4 separate regions of the Mus musculus genome follow, and all the other regions are linked to region 1. Evidence: chromatin contacts called from public ChIA-PET and HiChIP or PLAC-seq data. All regions are on one chromosome and are shown on one strand. The core of a region is the stretch at or near the end of the contact, and the rest is flanking DNA. Distances in the headings are between cores, read along the strand shown.

Region 1 (5,010 bases), core at 1,513-4,012:
TATTTCCCATTCCCCCTGTGGAAAGCAGTTCATAACATCTAAGGCTTTCACATTGATCTTTTCCATTGAACTCCATCAAGCCACTCAATCTGGGTAGGGCATCAGAGCCCATACTTTACAGATGAGGAAATTTGAGGTTCAGGAAGGATATAAGTAACTTACTGAGGCATAATGAAGAGCAGGGAGAGGTAGATCAGTCCTAAGTAGCCAAGAGTTAAAGTACTTCCTAGGACTGGAGAGATGGCTCTGCAGCTAAGATGTAGTGCGGCTTCTGTAGAGGATTTAAGTTTGGTCCCCAGTACCTACAAAGGGGCTCAAAACTGTCTGTAACCTGTAACAACAGTTCCAGGGAAAATGACTCTTTCTCTTCTAGCCTCTAAGGGCACCAGGCACATAATACACATGGATTCATGCAAGCAGACAGTCATATGTATTAAACAGAAATAAATCCACCCCCCCCAAAAAAAAAACAGTGGGCGTGGTGGCACACGCCTTCAATCCCAGCACTTGGGAGGCAGAGGCAGGAGGATTTCTGAGTTCGAGGCCAGCCTGGTCTACAAAGTGAGTTCCAGGACAGCCAGGGGTATACAGAGAAACCCTGTCTCGAAAAACCAAACCAAACTAAACCAAAAACCCACCACCACCAACAACCTCCAAAGGACATCATGGTTCTCCTTTGCTAAGACTGCTTCCAGGGCTCACCCTCCGTTACCTGTGGAGGGAGCAGGCTTGCCACCATCAGCGTGGTCTGCAAGTTTCCGTTATGAAACACTTCTCTGGTTAGTCTCCCAAGTTTTTTTGCTCACAGCAGTTGTATCAGTGAGGAGGAAAAGACCATGTAGAATTTTTAAGCCCTAACTCCAGGCCTTTCTTCCTCTAGTGTCCTTTCCTTGACTGTCTGTTCTATATATATGCTGTGGTTTTAGAGACAATGACCACAGGTCCTCTAGGTGCCACTGTGTGTGTGGTGGAGGAGCAGAGAGCACACAGCTCCTGCCTTTTGGGCATAGGACTTTATAAATGCACTTAACAGTCAGATAGGTGTCTCGAAATTGAGACATCTTTTGGAATCTTGACGGCAGAGCTTTTCTGACTTTGGCCAGCATCGGAAACATCCGGGGTACTTGTTAAAGACAAGGCTATTTAGGCCTCACCCCAGACCTTCTGAATTCCCAGCAGCAGTTCCTGGACTCTGTGTGAGCTTAACAAGCTCCCCAGGTGATTCTGAGGTGTTGGGCCAAGCTTGAAAACCACTGTCTTAGCACAGGGGAGGGAGGTAATCAGGCAAAGGAGGCTGGGGGAGCCACTCTAGGAAAGCTGGTAGGGGCAATAACACCCTAGGGAGTCTGGTGCAGACAGTGAGAAAGACAAATCTTGTTTTGTTTTGTTTTCTTCCTTCAATGAAGTGATCAGATAAAGGTGGCTAGAAGTCTTTTCATACCCGTCTGCTGACAGATTTCTCCTAGGAGAAAGCAATGGATAGTCTTTTTTTCTCCCCAGAACATAGAGTGGAAGTTACCAGGGGCTGGTGGGATGGGGAGGAGGGGTTATTCTTTTAAGGGCACATGATTTCTGTCTGGATTGATGAAAAGGTTCAGGAAATGAGCACTAGTCATACTTGCACAATATTTAATGGTTTTTTGCTGTTGCATTGAATATTTAAATATGGTTAACATTGTATATTTTATATGTATGTTACAACTAAAAAAAAAAAAATAGCTGGCATTTTGAAGGGTAGAAAGATAGGAGCAAATGATCTTCAATTTAGCCCTCAGTACCTGACCTGACAAAGTCCAAGTGTGTGTCATAGAGAAAAGACAATAGATAAAGCTTTTGAGGATACTTGGCACTATTCTGCCTCTTTTACCTTGTTGCTCCTTAGGTTTACAGTACTTTTGAGCCCTGTAGAGCAGTATATCTCAGACTTCACTGTTCAGGGAACTGTCTGAGAACTTAGTTCAACTGCATATGTTAATTGAGTAGGCCTAAGGCCCTTCTAGAGGCATTCCTTCCTAGTTCTCAAATGATGCTGACACTCTGGTCCATTCTGGGAGAGCTGTGTAAATTTCATCTTCATCTACACTGTATCCTCAGAGTCATGAACTGATATAGGAGTTCAGAGGGCAGAACTGTGTCTTTGTTCTGCATTATAACTTATTTAGGGTGCTTCTATCAGTCACCTTTGTGATTTTAAAAAGGACCTCAACTTACCTCAAATTCTGTAGAATGAGGATGTTAGTATCAAATTATTTCTGTTCTTTGCTGCTTCTACTGCAGTTCCGGAGTTGTTGACCTTGTTTGCATAGAGGGTAAATGAACCCTGTTTGCAAGCTCTGGGGAAGCCTTACTGTAGTCTAAATCCCTGCAAACCAATTCCCTCTGAAGAGGGAGCAGAGTGGAGAGAACATGCTGGTGTGGGAATTTCCAGATTTGGACGCCAGTCTGAGTAATTGCCACTTTGGCCTCCTCCATATCCAAACAGCCTTTGCAGCACTGTTGAGAGGGTGGTACATAAAGTATGAATGTAATCATACTGCCATTATTTACTACCGTCGTTTATGTTGATGGTAACGACACTGGCAGTTGATCGATGAAGTGTGTGAGGAGGTTGGGGGAGGGGGCGGAGGGAATGCACGATGGCAGGAGAAAGAGGAACTACATCTCCCAGAACTCCCCTGACAAGCTTACACCGCGACGACGATGCTCCTCCCCTCCCACCGGCGCCCCGCCCCTCAGATGACGTCACAGAGGTGACATCACGGCGCCTAGAGCGAGGCTAGGGTAGAGAGGCCGACCGAGCTGGAGTCGTCGGCTTGTGGAGGAAGCAGCTGGGAGCTGGCGAGAGCGTGAGCGAGCGGGCGGGCAGGCGAACGAGCTAGCGCAGGCGGGAGGGAGCGGCGCACGGCGCGGAGCAGCGGCAGCCCGGGCCGCGGCGGAGCCTCAGTCGGAGGGCAGCCCGAGCGGGCGCCTCGGTCCCCGCCCCCACTCGGCGGGGCAGTGCCCGGTGTTCCCCCGTGCGGGGGGCGGCGGCTGAGCGGACCCCACGGGACCGCGCGGGTGTTGCCACCTCGGCCGAGGAGCCGGCGAGGCCGCGGGGCCCTGCGAGCTGGGCCCGGAGCCCGTGACAGACGGGCCAAGGAGGGGAGAGAGGCGGCGGCGGCGCAGGCGACGGGGAGGCAGCGGCAGCGGCGACACCATGTCATCCCCCAGTCCCGGCAAGAGGCGGATGGACACGGACGTAGTCAAGCTGTATCCTTCATGGAGGGGAATTCGGACTGCGTGTGGGGCGGGTGGGGGTGCCCACTCGAGGGCTCCGGGGCACTCCAGGCCACTGGCCGCGCCTCCCCTCCCTCCCCCAGTGCCTACGGCGGCCCCTTGGCACCTCCCCGGAGCCGAGGGCTTTTTCAGTCCCCCTTTATCTGCAGCCCCCCGAGATGTGCGTTGTTCTTCGCCTTCCTTGCACTCCCCCCCCACCCCCAGCCCCTGACTTTCCCTCTACGACGTTTGGATTCCTAAGACGGCCCTTTCTTAGGGGTGTGTGTGGGGGTATAACTAGACGCCTCCTTCGTCACCGGGAGCTCATCTTCAGGGTCTTTGCTTCCTGTTTGCTAGCTTTGGGTTTATGGGTTCATTATAGAAATTCCTGAGAGGGAAGCCTTTCTCTCTCTCTCTCTTTCTCTCTCTCTCGGGTGTCCCTGTTCCTTCCAGTCACAGTGCTGCTTAAACTGGGGTAACTCAAGCAACCTTCTTTATCCCTAATTCCTTTCTATATTAGGAAGAGAGTAGCCTGCCCAGGGCCCCCTCTTGTAATAAAGAGCTCCGTGTGTTTTAAATCAGACACTCCTGTTAAGCCTTCTGGTCTGGAGAACCTTCCTGTTTTTCTTTCTACTCACAAAGCCTATCCCACTCATAGTGCATGCAGTGAGGACCCCCAGGCCCTCTTAGCAGGCAGGCCACCCTCCATATTGTGGAACTGACAGCTGGGACGAAGGAGAGAAAGGAGCTCCCCGAACAAAATAGCCACTTGAGCAAAACTCCCTCTGAGGATATGGTTCTTGGGGACTGCTTGCCCTGATCTGGGCCAAGTGACACCTTTTATTTTCTACCCCTTCCCCCAGCTTTATATACACCCGAGGTTGCAGTGGGAGAGCTGTAACTGATAAGAGTCCTCCAGGCAGTGGTTTTGGTTGGAATCCAGGCTGATTTTTTTTTGCATGACCAGTAGAGAAATTCGCGAAGGTTCCTAAGGCAAATCGAGCATTTAAAAAAATGTTTTTATTTTTTGAGGGTGGGGGTGAGAGCCCAGTGTTGTAAATAGCTGATCCCCAGGGAGAGGGTGAGGGGGGGCGGTAGTGTGTGAAAGGCTGTTAACAAGTCTTGTCTCCTGTTTCTCTTTTCTGCCTCGCCCCCATCCCCCAACCATTTCCCCCGTTGCAGGATTTTGTTTATATAACTCAAGTTGTTTGTCTAGATTCTTCAGGTAATTCCTTCTCTTACTTGTTGCTGTTTTTTATTTTTTTATTTTTCCTAAACATCAGTGGTGGTTGTCAAAAACTCAGTTATGGAATTTGCTGAAGTTTTTAAAAGTAGTTTTTGCTTAGGATTTTAACTTGGGGGATGGGAGGAAAGTTGCCTAGGCAAGAGTTTTCTTTTTCATTTTCTTTCTTTTTTTTTTTTTTTTTGTGACATCTTTTCAAGAATAAGAAGGTATTTTTTCTCTTTGCCCAGGGGAGAGCTGGCTAGAAATTAAGAATAGTGGTTAGACTCGCAAGTTTTAGGGTTTGAAATCTAGAATTTGGGGGAAGGGCAGTAGTAGGAAGGACTAGAGTGAAGCCAGTAAGAAAGAGTATTACGCTAGATACACACCTAGGCAAATGTGACATCTACTCTTTTATGGGCTGTTTGTGGCTGTGATTGTTTTGTAAATGCATGAATGATACCGGAATGCTGGCTTTTCATACCGCAGGAAAACTTGTAACCATGGCTCTGTACATTCTACACAAAGCAGTT
Region 2 (5,010 bases), core at 1,143-3,642, 510 kb after region 1:
CAGCCTTTCCCTAATTCAACCACAGGGGTCCCCAACTTCTGTCCATTGGTTGGGTATAAGTATGTACATCTGTCTCAGTCAGCTGCTTGTTGGGCCTCTTGGGAGGACAACCATGAGTAGCTTTCAGTCCCTTTTCTCCTCCAGTGTTGGGCATTCATGGACCTAAGCCTTTGTATACTGTAGACAAGTGTTACTCCACTGAGTTACATCCATCCCCAGCTCACTCGCGTCCATTTTTCTCTAAGATTTTTTTCTTTACCTTTTTCTAAGTTCATTTATGAGATTTAAAATAATGTTTATTATATTTATCTGGCATCTGCCTAAAAATCTTAACTATTCACCCTTTTATCAAATGATAAGTATTTAATAAGGAGGGGCACAAAAAAAAGGAAACTTGACTATAAACAATTTTTCTCTGCCTTTTATCTAAGATGGGATAGAGGGCCCAGAGATCTAAGGGTTTCTTTTACTCCGATTCTAACTGAAGGAATAGATAGTGCTTGACCATCCTGCCATAACAGCTTTGTTCCCTAGTAACTAAATGGAAGGGGTGGACAGGCAAAAGTAGTTCTAACAACTCATAGATAAGAAGGCAGAATCGCTTAGGCAGATCAGGTTTTACAATGAGGAGGGTTGAAGGAACTGCAAACCAAAGTATTAAAATACACCTAATAGTCTCTTATGTCCCTTAACTTATTTTTCAGTAAACGTTTGACCTTCTACCAAGTAATGTAAAATATAAGTCTGACTGGATAATTATAAAACCCTTTAACTCAGGACTTCCCATCAGCACTGAATATTACTCAGAAAAGAAAAAAGGAGGAGCTCGTGGTCCAGGGCTCGCCTAGACCGTGGGTTCCCTGCAGAAACAAAGAGGGAAAATGGGAAGTGAAATTAACTCGGGGGAGACAGCAAGATGGCTCAGCAGTGAAAAAGGCTTGACACAAACCCAGTGACTAAAGTTCAATTTCCAGAATCTACAATGGAAAGGAAGTAACTCTCAAAAAGTTGTCCCCTGACCTCCACAGGCAGGAAGCGGTACACACAAGCCATGTCATACAACAATGAACAACAAATATAAACAAAAATACCTTTTAATGTTCATTTCAAAAACTAAATACTGTATTTTGTTGATATGTGCTATATGTGTGTATTAAATGAAAAAAAGACATAAATATAAATTAAGAACCAAATAAAATTATCAGGTAAGATAGGTATAAACACCATAAACTTTAAAAATATAGAATACACAGCCAGACACAGTGGTCCATGCCTTTAATCCCAGCACTCAAGAAGCAAAGGTACCTCTGTTTGGGGCTGTAATTCCCAGTCCTACTACTCGAGCATTTTATTAATACTTTCTATATCCTGTGAACTTTATGCCAGCTTATCCAGTTTCCTTACTAGTCCCCTCTATTTAGATGTCCCACAAACACCTCAAGTTCAACATAATTAAATTAAGCTATCTTCTATTATTGATACCTCCTGTATTGATCAACTCACCACCCACTCAAATGGTAGACAACTGTAGATTTCTGAGTATTTCTTTCTGTTTTCCCTTTCTTATTCCTATTCACAATGAACAAAGACTGGTGTGTCTGAAGACAGCTATTGTGTACAAGTAAAATAAAATAAATCTTTAAAAAAAAAAAAAAAGAGCCAGGCGTGGTGGCGCACACCTTTAATCCCAGCACTTGGGAGGCAGAGACAGGCAGATTGCTGAGTTCGAGGCCAGCCTGGTCTACAGTGTGAGTTCCAGGACAGTCAGGGCTACACAGAGAAACCCTGTCTCAAAAAAACAAAAACAAAAAAAAAAAACAAAAAAAGTTCAAGCCCATCCTGGGTTATATAAGGAGCCAAACCTTTGTAACAAGGCCCCCGTCTCAAAAAATAATCAGATAAAGGAAAGTGAAAGAAGAGAGGGAGAGGAAGAAGAAAGGAAAGAGGGGAGGAAATGCATAGCTCACTTCTGAACAGCTTTCAGAGAAACACTGTGTAGATTCTACCATGCCTCATTTCCTTCTGGCACAATAAGAAAGCCTCAAATCATAGACTTATCTCCAGCCTGAATCCTGGAACAAAACTACACTAAAGACATCAGCATATGCAAAAAACAAACCATGTTTAATAACTACTGACATCTGGGAGCTGCTTGTGACCACAACATAACAAAGACAAAAATTATTTATATGGTACATCATAAGATGACAAGCTCATTTGGTTTTAATCAGATTTCCTACAACTGTTATTCCTGCCTTTCCAATCCACCCTAAGACTTAACTGTATTCACCTGCCTCTGCCTTTCAAGTGCTGGCACTGCAGGTGTGTCCATGACCAGCCCAAGAAACTTTGAACAGAATTCTTCTGAAGAGGATTATGTAAGCCTACACAATGACTCCTAACTGCCTACCTATTCTTCCCTCAACCTCACCACAGAAGGCCTGAGATCCTCTACTAGGCCCTATCTTGCTCTAGTGAATACTTAATATTATCTCTCCAACTATAAATCTGACCTCCTTGAGAACAGAATATACCTTGCTCATCTCTGATGTCCAAATATCTACCAATGCAATAAATAAATTAATATGAAAATTATACCACTTATTGAGCTAGGCATGGTGGTACATGCCTTTAATCTTAGCCCTGGAGAGGCAGGGACAAACAGATCTCTGTGAGATCAAAGCCAGTCAGGATAGAGACCTTATCCCCCACCTCACCCCCCCAAAAGAAAGAATGAGAAAAGAAAGAAAAAAGATAAAAGAAAATTATACCACTTATAAAAACACTAATTGTATTTTTTCCAGCAAGGGTATATACAAAAATATAAGATATGACTCTATCATGTTAAAAAAAATTATAGAAAATTTAACCTATTTAAGTAACTCTTGATTTGCTTCTATCTTTATTTTCTGAGAATAATTATGGCACATCTCTATAATGAGAGCACTGGGAAGGGTGACACAGAAGGATCCTCAGCTTGGGCAACATAATGAGATTCTGTATGAAGAAGAGGAGAGCATTTAAACAAACAAACAAACAAACAAACAAACTTTAAACTCTAGAATAAAATAGAATATACATGGCTAAGAGCAAAGTAGACCATGAATGGGGGCGGGGGTGGTCAATGAAAGAGCAGGAGGAGCAGGGAATAGCTTATAGTAAGTGCAGGTCTCTGAATCCAGACAATTACACCCTCAAGCAATGAGAACTTCAAAGAAAAGTAGTAACAGAACTGAAAATAAGAGCATTCAACTTAAATTTCTAATTCCAAAGGAAAAAGAAGACTATGGTCTTTAACATGGATTAAGAGAGTTTAACAGAAATATCAAATCTAAATAACGATTGTTATGCTAGTCAGTTCTTAAGTTCACTACTAATTAAAATTAAAATATCATTCTCAGATTAATAATCAACGATTTAATCTCAATTTGGATAGGAGTATCTAATGTTGCTATAGAATTTGAACTCACTTTAGATGTTTACCACAACCTTGAAGAATTTTGCTAATGATTATAAGGCTATCAATAAAGGTTAAGTGATAGCATGGAACAGTAAAAAAAAAAAAAAAAAATCACATATGCACAAGTAGAAATAGGCTGAAAATGAAGAGCTCAATATCAACTTCAGCACGAGAGATCAACTTAAAAAGCTGGGCTAGAGAAATACCTCAGTGCCTAAAAGAACTGGTTGCTGTTCCAGGACACCTAAGTTCAAAGTCCTAGCATCCACATGATGGCTCACAACCATTTGTAACTCTGCTTCTAGAGTATCCAATGCCCTCTTTGGAGCTCCACTAGGCACCAGGCATGCAGGTTATATATGGCTGTATATATAGGCAAACACGTATACTCATAATAAAGTTTAAAAAGTTACAAGTTAATATAATCAACTGATAATAGTACAGTGATATGAACAAGAAAGAAAATTGTTATTGGTTAAGCAGTATCTTGGAATATGACCTCTTATTTGGGAGATATTACCTATAGATAATAAATAGGGTCAGAAGAGGATCATCAGGATAGTTTAATGGATCTGATAAGTAAAACCATATGAAGAACCACTAAGAGAATCAAGAATGAAATGCCTCCAAACAGAAACTGGAGACAGCTTACACTAGCAGCTTGACAGCACACCTGAAAACTCTACAACAGAAAGAAGCAAACACACCCAAAAGGAGTAAAGGGCAGGAAATAATCAAACTCAGAGCTGAAATCAACCAAATAGAAACAAAAAGAACTATACAAAGAATCAACAAAAACAGGAGATGGTTCTTTGAGAAAATCAACAAGATAGATAAACCCTGAGCCAGAATAACCAGAGGGCACAGAGACAGTATCCAAATTAATAAAATCAGAAATGAAAAGGGAGGCCTGGAGAAATGGCTCAGTGTTAAGAGCACTGACTGCTCTTCTGGCAGTCATGGGTTCAATTCCCAGCAACCACATGGTGGCTCACAACCATCTGTAATGGAATCTGATGCCCTCTTCAGGTGTGTCTGAAGACAGCTGCAGTGTACTTACATATAATAAATAATTAATTTTAAAAAAAGAAATGAAAAAGGATACATAACAATGAAATATATTTTAAAATAAATATTCTGTTTGTTGAATATTAAAAAGTTGAAAATACTAAAATCATGTTCTACAAACAAACAAAAAAGCTTGAAATGGCAACAACAGAGAGAGAGAGAGAAAGAGAGAGAGAGAGAGAGAGAGAGAGAGAGAATATGAATCAAGAATGATCTCCAGGGATCTGGAGAGATGGCTGAGGGGTTAGAAGTGCTTACTGCTCTAGCAGAGGACTCAAGTTTGGTTCCCAGCATCCATGTTAGGCAGTTCACAACCACCTGTAACTCCAGCTCCAACAGACCCAACACCCTCTTCTTGGCCTCCTGAGGTACTCGAACTCATATGCACAAACCCACACTGACGGATTCAGCAATGGGCCTACTTATAGGAAAAAAAGTCCAAGAAGTCTTTGTCACAGGTCAGGAAATTAAGGAGGAAGCCA
Region 3 (5,010 bases), core at 1,462-3,961, 460 kb after region 1:
ATCTTGAGTGAGATGCTGCCACGACTTACCCTCACTATCCCACCAGCTTTCCAATCTAAAAATGAAATAAAACTGCCATCTCCCAGTTTGATAGAGGCTTTGGGAAGAGAACATATACTGAGGCCTTAATGACACCTCATTAGCCACGCCCTTTCCTACCTCAGGCCTCTACTCAAGCAAAATGTGTTTAGTACCTTTACCACCTTCACCCTCACTTATTCAAATTCTCCAAAATTTGGCTGAAATAAGTGTCCTCATGAAACCTCCCCTAAAATGAAGAGTTTCTCTTTTGTTTAATGTTGCTCTTTGGCCACAGCACCATGCCTAGCCATCTTCATCACAACTGTTGCACCCGTGGGCTCACTCCTCATAGACTGCAGGCTTCTTAGGGGCTTAGTCAACTTTGATTTGACTACAGTGCCTGGCTTGCAGGAGAAGCCTAAGAAATGATAATGTAAGTTCTAAAATTCTGTGCGCTGTATGGGTATCTTATAACACTATAGGGAAAACTTATAAAAGTCAATATATTTAAAATGTTTATGCCCATTTTATAAGATTTGGTACATTATTTTATATCTATAAGGATTAATATTACTGACTTATTTCGTGGTGTGGTTTTGAAGGCATTTAATCCTTAATTATATTAAATCTGCAAGGATATATGATCTACTCTCCATTGCTTGATCCAAATCAATTATAAACCATTCTGATCTGTAGCAATAATGGAGCCTTTAAGAACAAAGCAAGGTCAAAAGTCTGTGTTACTGCTGAAGGGGAGCCCAACCCTTAGAATTACATGTCAATGACCACTAATTACCAAACACTCTTGTTTATATTCCTCACATAATGACTGAATAGACAGGGACGACTGCCTTTATGGTCATGTTAAACCATGGAAGCAAATGACTCTGAAGGGAACTAGAATTAGCAATACACTGAAGAAAATATATCATGTTGGCACCCTAAACATAACTTGTGTTTTCTTAGTGTAGGTTTAACTAAAGCAGACTTCATTTGAAAGCTACAGTGTTACTCCCCTTTCTGTACTGTCTCTACAATAAAAAAACAACAGCTATTTCGCCTAGACTTTAGGGCACATTAACTGACATGAACTTTGGAAGACATAAGAGACAGGTATATGTTAGAAACTTGATCCCAATAACTACCCTTCGTTATAATGTATCCTACAAGATCCATTCACAGCCAGAGCAGGAGTGACGCAGACTCCACACATGACTATACTACAACAGCATTTAGGTGAGGGGCTAGCAAGCTCAACAAACTAGACTAACTCTAGAAGCCATCTATATCACAACTCAAGAAGCTTGCTTTAATTCCAAAAACAGCTAAACATCCTGTATGCCAGCTGTGTTCCTACCAGTGGTGACTTCACAGAACAATCACAACCTCTGAGGCTATGCCAAATAACCCAAAGTCAGAGCAAGCACATGCTCACAGTGGAAAAGGCATCAAGGTAGGACTTCTGGAGGTCAAAGTCAGAAAGCACACACATAGAGAAGTCACTATGTGTACAAGCTTCAAGCATTTGGAACCTAGAGCCACAAGGCACAGGGCAATGAATTAGAAAATCCTCGAAGATTGTTCCTGTGACTTCCTATGTCTTGGGCAAATCACCTGATGACTCTCATGACAAACTGAGGGGAAAAGTGGACTATGAAAAGATCCAAACATTCAAGCCCAACATTCAGTATTTCTGATCCACTTAGTGTCTCTGAGGCCATAAGAAAATGCAGTCATGATTCTTTAGTCACAGAAGCTATTGGTTATTAAAGGCTAAAGTTCCTAGCCACCTGGGTTCAAAGATCAATCTACTTAGTTATGAGGTTGGTTTGAATTGGTAGGCCTCAGATGTCCCATACCTGGTTATGGTTTGGATGTGTCGAAGACTTGGTGACCAGATTGTGGTGACCAGCAAAGTGCTCATATGACCATGGATGAAAATCTGAAACCATGACACAAAATGACCTTCTCCTTTATAAGCTGTTTGTGTCAAACATCTTGTCAGAACAGGATGCTACCACGCCTCCTCAAGCTTGAAATGCCAATGATAGCAGGACTTGAGCCCTCCCTCCCGTCTCCCATCCTCACTCATGGGAGGACTCTCACCTCTCAGTTTCCTCATGTTCTGAAACTGGTGAAGATTTAACAGGCTTTAGGTTAGCTCCAACACTTTCTGGGCTATCATCAGGCAAACCAAATACTTTTTAAAGCCTTTGTTACCTCATCTGTTAAAACATGATAACAATACTATTCTTATAACGTTGGTTTTTAAAAAGGTTTTATGTGTGTGAGTATTTGCTTGTATATATGTACATGCACTGTATGTGTCCAGTGCCCGGGGAAGCCAGGGAGGGCAGCAGATCCCCTAGAACTAGAATTATAGATGGCGTAAGCTGCCATCTTGGTAGTGGGAACCAAACCTGGGTACTTAAAGGAGTAAGTGCTCTTAACTGTTGAGCCATTGTTCTAGGCCTTATATTTTTAAAATAAAGATTAATATGCATGTTTACATAAACCCAGTACCAGGAAGCTACACTGGCCTTAACCAGGTATAGCAGAGTAGCATTAGACTGCCTGGCCAAGCCTCTCCACTCACTGTGTAACTTGAACAATTACCTAGTCTCCTTGTGCCTATTTACTCCTCTGTTAAAGGGAAGTTTTGAGAGGATCAAGTAAGTTAATAAGTAAACAGCAGAGTAGGGCACAGGGGCGATGACTCACTGGGTAGTGAGCTTCCTGCCAAGCCTCACAACCTCAGCTCAATGTCTGTAATCCAAATATCCAAACGGTGCAAGGAGAGGACCCACCCCGGGAAGCTGTCCTCTGACCTCCATACAAGTACCACTGCACATATTTTACACACACACACAAACACACACACACACACTCACACACCCCAAACAAACAAACAAAATGATAAATGAAAACAAAACAAAAAAGCAGAACCAGACGTAGTGACCCACATCAGTAATCCCACAGTCAGGAGGCAGGGCTGGAGAATATGGCTAGGCTATATGAAACCTTGTATTAAAACAAATAAAAATGGTAAAAAGTACTCAAAAGAGCAAGGACAGCTGGATGCTCCTAGGGCGGTATGAACTTTACTATTATTGCTATTATTCCACCTGTGGAGGCCCACAGAGATGCTGAATTCACTTACATATACACGACTGTCAGTACCTTCTTTATTTTAAATCTCATCAAATCACTTTCTTCTTTATAATGCTCCAAAACTGCCTTACTTTACTCAAAACGAAGTCCCAAGGAGCATTATAAAGGAGCATGCCCGAAGCTCACTCGCCTGGTCGCAGCAGTACAGCAGCAAGACACAAGAGGATTCTTGTCTCAAAACAAACATAGAAGGCAAGAACTGAGTTTGGAAAGTTGTTCTTTGACCTCCCCACACATGCTATGGCAAGCATATATATGTGTGCACTCACATACCATACACATACACAAATAAAAAGGTTAAACATAGACTCAAGTCCACAAATTACTAAATAACCCCTGTCATAGTCCACATTAATATGGATATGGCAGTTGGTCATATTTGCTTATTTCCACACTAGAGTTTAAGCTCTCCCTGAGATTAGCGTCTTATTCCTGTATTTCAGGTGGTTAACGCTTACAAGACAAACAGTGAATGCAAGCTGCTGAGAGAAGATGATTCTAGGACAGGGACCTCAGAGGGAAGGAGAAGGAAAGGAGACAGGTGTGAGGAAGAAGTGACAAGGCAAACAGAAACAGGCATAACCAAGCTGTGACCAGGGAGGCAGCTGTGTACCCTCCTGCCACTTACTAATCCAACCAGGTCTCTCAGATAAGCAATTAAGCCGTTAGAGACTGCAGTACACTTGAGCACCCAGCTACTGTATTCCCTTCCTGTTACGTCTTTTAACCTGGGAGTGGAGTGTGGACTTAAACCCACAATTCTCCTGACATAGCAAATTCAGACATACTTAGGTCAGGGTTCAGTCCGCCTCAAACCTGCCTCCAAGAAAAGTCAAGGTTTATCTTAAAACTTCTGAAACCCTAAAAAAAACAGAATGAGAAAGAATTTACATTCAGCATTCTTATGGGATTGGGCACTGAAAGTGGCAGGTAAAAATACTGAAGTGTGTGGTTATTAAATGTCAAATGCATAGTTTTTACTATAGTCTTTCCTTTTAAATAAACTTTCTAGAAACATAATTTATCTACATAAAAAGTACACTGGCACACACGTTTAATCTCAGCTCTCAGGAGGCAGAGGCAGGCAGATCTCACAAGTTCAAGGTCAGCCTGGTCTACAAACTGAGTCCAAGACAGCCAGGGCTACACAGAGAAACCATATGTGACAAATACCAAAACAAAACAAAACAAAACAAAAAACAAATCAAAAGGTTGTAGCTTGATAAAATTTTAGAAGTCACTACACCTACATCTCACTCATAGATAAGAACATTTTCAATACCAGAGTTATCTAGGTTAGGGTAGCAGTGTAGCTTTGTAGTAGACTGCTCGCTGACAATGCACATGTGTAAGCCCAGAAGTCAGTATCTGAGAAATGAACAACTAACTTCCTTTAGACCCCACAGCACTGACTGATTTAAGGTAGAGATGAAACACCTGTCTGTGATTTTTTTTCTTTTTTTTTTTTTTTTTCCATTTAGATCAGGTCTAACTACATAGTCTTGGATGGCCTGGTACTGGCTGTATGGCAATTCAGCCTCCTGATTTCTAGGATAAAGGCATATAACATTACAGCCAGTTTTGTCTTTGCCTTTTAATAATACTTTGGGGAACCTTAAGTGTTTGGAAATCCCTTGTAATCAACATATATTAAGTAGCGTTTTTCCCTCAACAGTAGGGGGTGGAGACTGGCTCCAGGATGCCCTTCCCCCATCAAAATCTGATAAGTAAATGGTCTTGTATTTATATAGAACACACATCTTCTTATAATCCATCTCTAGGTAGTTCATAATAATTAATAAAAAGTAAAAGCCATGT
Region 4 (5,010 bases), core at 1,320-3,819, 260 kb after region 1:
GGGTGGAGTGGTACACACCTTTAGTCCCAGCACTCTAGAGGCAGAGGCAGGCAGATCCTTTGAGGCCAGTCTGATCTACAAGGCAAGTTTCAGGATAACCAAGGCTACACATTGTCAATATATATATACATACACACACAAGAACCTTAATTTTCCCTTAAAAGGTACATGCTTGCTTTTGTTTCCTATAAAATGCTTTGTACAGACAAGCCAGGTCTGGTTAAAAATGTAGTACATCAGCAAAGACAATTCACAAATTTAAATCACAGGATTGTTGGCCTTCACCTCCCTAACTAAATTAGCAACGGGTGTGTAATTATACCTTAATAAAACAGAAAACCCACAACCTTAGGTCCCACTGAAATATGTATGAGTGTCGAGGGAAATGGAAATCCCTTTTATAATCCTTCTATAATTCCGGTATTTTTGTGAAAACACCTAATTTGAGTTGGCTGGTTCTGGTTAAATGAGAATATAAACCACTCACTAGTAGACAAAAATTCTTCTCCCCTTCTGTATGCTGAGTTTGAGATTATAATGAAATCAAGATTTTAAATAAAGTGGGCTAAAAGACTATTGTTTTGTTTCGATGTGGGTTAGGTACCCAATTGTTAGCAACAGTCGAATTCCTATCAGGCAAACAAACAAACAACAAAAGGCTGCCAATGTATTTCAGCAGCAAACGGTCTGCATGGCCAATGCCCTGTTAGATTCCCCAGCAAAGCACAAAAAAATAAAGAGGAAGGGTAACACCTTCCCAAAAATCTACACTCAACAAATTACAGTTAAGTCTGCACCCAAATTAAGTCACTACATCACATTACACATGACGATTATACACTTACTTTGTACTCATTAACTAGCCATATTTCTACTACTTTATAGGGTAACTTGTCAAGAACTTTCAAACAATGTTAGGGAGTCAGGACATAACTAAATGAAAAAGCAAAATCAACACTCATTTAATATATATGTCACCCCTCTTCTCTTCCCCGGAGTGAGGAACAATCCATTAACTTACTGTTTATGACTAAAGGAAAAGGCATTTAAAAGGATCTGCCGAAGATTGGAAAAAGGACCAAAAAGGACCACTCCTCCAAGGACAAAAGCTGTCCCCATTCTCCTACAGAGCACTGTCCCAACTGACAGGTTCACTCCCACCAACTTTCTCCAATAAATGGAGATTTAAACACTAAAATGGAAGTTTTGCTTTGCCTACTTAAAAAAAAAAAAAAATCGGCCCAACCGATACCAACTCTAACATAAGCCATCATCAGTACAAGATACTTTAATGGCAGGGAAGATGGGGATGACCTGCTAACAGCTCCTCCAACTGGTCAGAGCAGATAGCCTTTGAAGCTCTAACAACATTAATGTATGTTTAACATTTTCAAGTTCTGGTGGGTAGTCAGATGCACCGAACAAAGTTTGGGGCCAGCAGCAACGACACAACAGGTGAGAAACAGTGGACATCACTACAGAACATGCAATGGCAAACCCACGAATCCACGAAAGCCTGGGAGATGTGGGAGAGAATCAAGCACAAGACCACCCCAGACCCCCTGTTTTATCCGAGGCAAAGGCTCCGTTCCTTCTTAAGGGGTGCGCCACCTCCCCCTCCTGTCCCCCGGAGACCACCACGCCAGTCCCAGGAAGAACCCAGGCCCCTCGGTGGGTATCTCCGCCGGAGAGGAAAAACACAATGTCGCTCCTTATTTCTGCGTACAAAAGGACTTTGCGCCCTCCTCCTCCTCCTCGAACTGCCGCCTAGGCGCCTCCTCACAACTTGCAAGAAGGTGGGCAGCGCGCCATATTCAGCGCCCCCCAGTCCACCTGGGTAACCATCCCACGCCACCCCGGCGGGAGGGAAGCTTCGGAGGTCGCCCGGCCGAACCACCAGCCTCCTCTCCCGCCAGAGACAGCCACTCCCGCGCCCCGCCCGGCCGCACCGAGCCACCGGCGGGCCAGAGCCGGGAAGAGCCGAGGGGGCGAGCGCCGAGCCGCCGCTCCGGTCCCGCGCAGCCCACCCACCTCCCGCTCCCGGGCCCGGCGCGCTCTCCCGGGCCGCCGGCTCCCGAGCCCGCAGAAGGAAGACCAGGCCCGGGGTTCCACGGCGCGGAGGAGGCCGCGGCCGGGAGAACCCGAGGCGGTAGGGGAGGCCGGAACCCTGGGGCTCTCGGGAGGGCAGCCGCCTCCCTACCGAGCCCGCCAGGACGCCCGGGGCCTAGTGCGGCCTGCGCATCCTCGGGGTGGCGGTTTGGCTGGGCCGGGCCCGGGCCCGGGCCCCCCGCCCCAGGCAGGCCGAATCCGGCGGGGGCCCAGGCCCCGAGCCGGGGGCGGCAGGGTGCCGGCTGCGGGGCGGGCCGGCCGGCCGGCGGGCGGGCGGCGTGTTGCGGCTGCGCCGGGGCTGAAATAGCTGGAGATTGCGCGGTAGGGCACTCACCTCAGAGCGGCTGCGCTACCGTGGGCCTGCGCCGTGGAGACTGCGACCGCGCCGGCTCCTCGCAGCCTCCTGCCACCAGCGGCAATGGCGAGCGCTGCCGCCTCTGCCGCCGCCGCCGCCGCCGAGGAGGGGGAGGGGAGGGAGGAGGCACGCACGCGACGCACGGCTCGGCTTCCCCGCCCGGAGACCGCCATGATGGCGAGGCCAGCACGGCTCTGCGGCTCCGGGGAGGGGGCTCTCGGCGGCGCTCTCTGAGACCCCCGGCCGCCTCGTCGGCCTCTGGTGCGGCTCGGCAGCGCTGGCCGGGGCCCGGACCAGGAGGGCAACCGGCTGAGCAAGTCGCGGACGCGGCGGCGAAGTGGTTCATGCCGCCCAAGATGGTTGCTAATCCGAAGGAGCCCTCCGCTCGGAGCCGAGCGCGGGGAACTGAGACCTCCGCTCCAAAGCGGCTCCCCCACATTTTACTCGGCGCGCCTTTGCGTAGTCGCCTCGACCCCTCTCTGAAATGCGCTTTGTTTCTCTGTTTCAAAGCCCCAACCAGATCTGTAAACGGGGAACTTTGGTACAAAGCAATATGGTAATTTATTCTCTCGTTCCTTAGACCAACATTTCTAAAGGGCCCCTTTCCGTACTGGATGCTGTTATGGGTGCTCCGAAGTGCACCTGTTAGCAAACCAAGGCTCTATTTAATAAAAATAAAAAAGTAAGTTCTTGCCCTTGCTTTCTCGGCGCTTAGATGAAGCAATAGGGTATCCTAGTATGCCTAACAAGTGAGCAGACAGTGGGAAAATGAAAGGTTGGGGACATGGGGTAGTTTGGGTTGCTTTTGTTATGTCATCAGGAGCCCCCATCAGAACCACCGGGAGTCCCAGCTCCAACTGAAACCTAGAATCTGCATTTTTAACACTTCTGGGAGATTTAATGTGCACTAGATAAATGCCCCACATGGTGTCAGAAAACAGCTTAACAAATAAGCAAACATTTTTTTAATTGGATACCTTTGTCTTATGTAGTTTTTTTTTTTTTTTTTTTTTAGTCCAAGACAGGATTTCTCTGTGTAGACCAGGCTGTCCTGGAACTCACTCTGCAGACCAAGCTGACCTCCAACCCAGAGATCATCTGCCTCTACCTCCCCAGTGCTGGGATTAAAGGCGTGTGCCACCACTGCCCAGCTTAACTGAATGCCTTTTTCCCTTAACGGTTTCTTTTCTCTTCCTTCCTTCCTTACTTCCTTCCTTTCTTTTTTTTTCTTTTTCCTTTTTTTTGGTTTTTAGAGACGGTTTCTCTGTGTAGCCCTGGCTTGGCTGTCCAAGAACTCTGTAGACCAGGCTGGCCTCAAACTCAGAAATCTGCGTGCTTCTGCCTCCCCAGTGCTTGGATCAAAGGCGTGCGCCACCACTGCCTGGCACCCTTAATGTTTTCTAAATCAAACCGATATCACTGTCACTACCCATCCCTGTAGGAATAATGTCTGCTCTTTCCTCTTTGCCTCAATGATTTTTTTTTTTTTTTTTTTTTTTTTTTGAGATAGGGTCTCAACTATGTAGCCCAGGATGGCCTGAAACTCACCATAAAGACCAGACTGGCCTGGCCTCTAACTCAGAGATTTTTATCCTGTCCTTGCCTTCCAAGTTCTGGGATTAAAGACATGGACCCTCTGCCTGGCCATCCAATGACATCTTTAAAGCGTTGTTGCCTCTTTCTGACTTTGGTCCAGGCTGCTTTCGTGTGGAGGTGCTGCACTTAGACTCTGAACTGGCTCCCAGACCCTGGACTTGCTCTCCCCAGCCCCTTCTGCACACTTCAACTTGAATGGACTCTTTTCTTCATTTTTTTAAAAAAAAGCAGATCGTAGCTGGGCGTGGTGGCACACGCCTTTAATCCCAGCACTCGGGAGGCAGAGGCAGGTGGATTTCTGAGTTCGAGGCTAGTCTGGTCTACAGAGTGAGTTCCAGGACAGCCAGGGCTATACAGAGAAACCCTGTCTCAAAAAAAAAAAAAAAAAAAAAAAAAAAAAGCAGATTGTGTTGTGTTATTTCCCTGTTTGGGATGTCTAACGTCTAAAATCCTTGAAGGTGGCTTTGAGAACTTTGATGTCCTCACCCACGGTGCCATCTCTGACTTCATCTGCTGCGTCTCTCTCAGGCTACAGAAGAACTGGGAAGCTGTTGGATCATAGAGATCAAGGAATACTACCCCTCTGCTCAGAACATTTCTCACGGCTGTCTTCTCGCGTGCTAGAACTTTCCATCAGAACAGCTTGTTACTCCTTTAGTCTGGACATGGCTTTCATCCCTCATCCCCCAAGCCTGCTTGCTTTGCCTTTCCTTATCATACAGGACTTACCAGCGACATCTGCATTAGCTCCCTTCTCTGTTTACAATGGCCTCAGTAGCCCAAGCTAACCTCCACCTGAGGTTGACCTGTCCTGGCCTCCCAAGTGGTGGGATACCAGACCTGTGCTGCCATGCTCAGTTAATGTGTGCTGGGGATTGAACCCAGGACCTCATGGGTTTTGCTAGGCAAACAAACAACTGAGCAATATCCCCAGCCCCTACACTCTCCCT

The links. ChIA-PET counts read pairs in DNA pulled down with a chosen protein or histone mark. HiChIP or PLAC-seq counts read pairs in DNA pulled down with a chosen protein or histone mark.
Region 2: a contact with region 1 is called in an RNA polymerase II ChIA-PET map of memory CD8 T cells, with 6 read pairs. The contact joins the enhancer-like site here to the promoter of Ube2h in region 1. A contact is called at or near these places in 4 of 115 datasets of contacts at active chromatin or transcription factors (astrocytes, memory CD8 T cells, pro-B cells and 1 more) and 1 of 9 other capture datasets (adipose tissue).
Region 3: a FOXA1 HiChIP or PLAC-seq map of pancreatic cancer cells shows a contact between it and region 1. The contact joins the enhancer-like site here to the promoter of Ube2h in region 1. A contact is called at or near these places in 5 of 39 promoter capture datasets (the 3T3-L1 cell line, cranial neural crest, embryonic stem cells and 1 more), 4 of 484 Hi-C or Micro-C datasets (CD4 T cells, the HPC-7 cell line, bone marrow-derived macrophages and 1 more), 13 of 115 datasets of contacts at active chromatin or transcription factors (astrocytes, cardiomyocytes, embryonic basal ganglia and 9 more) and 1 of 9 other capture datasets (embryonic stem cells).
Region 4: a contact with region 1 is called in an HNF4G HiChIP or PLAC-seq map of pancreatic cancer cells. The contact joins the promoter of Nrf1 here to the promoter of Ube2h in region 1. A contact is called at or near these places in 22 of 39 promoter capture datasets (the 3T3-L1 cell line, 3T3-L1-derived adipocytes, the C10 cell line and 14 more), 5 of 484 Hi-C or Micro-C datasets (CD4 T cells, embryonic stem cells, muscle stem cells and 1 more), 7 of 115 datasets of contacts at active chromatin or transcription factors (VIP interneurons, effector CD8 T cells, extraembryonic endoderm stem cells and 4 more) and 1 of 9 other capture datasets (liver).

What each region holds. Positions count from the first base shown.
Region 1 is chr6:30,302,291-30,307,300 of GRCm38.p6, reverse strand. It overlaps Ube2h (ubiquitin-conjugating enzyme E2H), which reads left to right and starts at 2,762. Exons shown (of 7, transcript NM_009459.3): 1 at 2,762-3,249. The coding sequence starts at 3,197. It overlaps 1700095J07Rik (RIKEN cDNA 1700095J07 gene), which reads right to left and starts at 2,686. Exons shown (of 2, transcript NR_166056.1): 1 at 2,212-2,686.
Region 2 is chr6:29,790,678-29,795,687 of GRCm38.p6, reverse strand. The region is part of intron 1 of Ahcyl2 (S-adenosylhomocysteine hydrolase-like 2); the gene reads right to left. Among named protein-coding and RNA genes, the nearest start is that of Ahcyl2, 25 kb to the right of the region's middle. Within about 2 kb of position 2,392, at least 41 of the 459 cell types and tissues checked have an H3K27ac peak or open chromatin away from gene starts, as enhancers often do. A contact at or near this core is called in memory CD8 T cells, where this site is marked.
Region 3 is chr6:29,846,727-29,851,736 of GRCm38.p6, reverse strand. The region is part of intron 1 of Ahcyl2 (S-adenosylhomocysteine hydrolase-like 2); the gene reads right to left. Among named protein-coding and RNA genes, the nearest start is that of Strip2, 68 kb to the left of the region's middle. Within about 2 kb of position 2,711, at least 82 of the 459 cell types and tissues checked have an H3K27ac peak or open chromatin away from gene starts, as enhancers often do. A contact at or near this core is called in bone marrow-derived macrophages, liver and pancreatic cancer cells, where this site is marked.
Region 4 is chr6:30,045,547-30,050,556 of GRCm38.p6, reverse strand. Nrf1 (nuclear respiratory factor 1) reads right to left here and starts at 2,569. Exons shown (of 12, transcript NM_001164226.1): 1 at 2,444-2,569.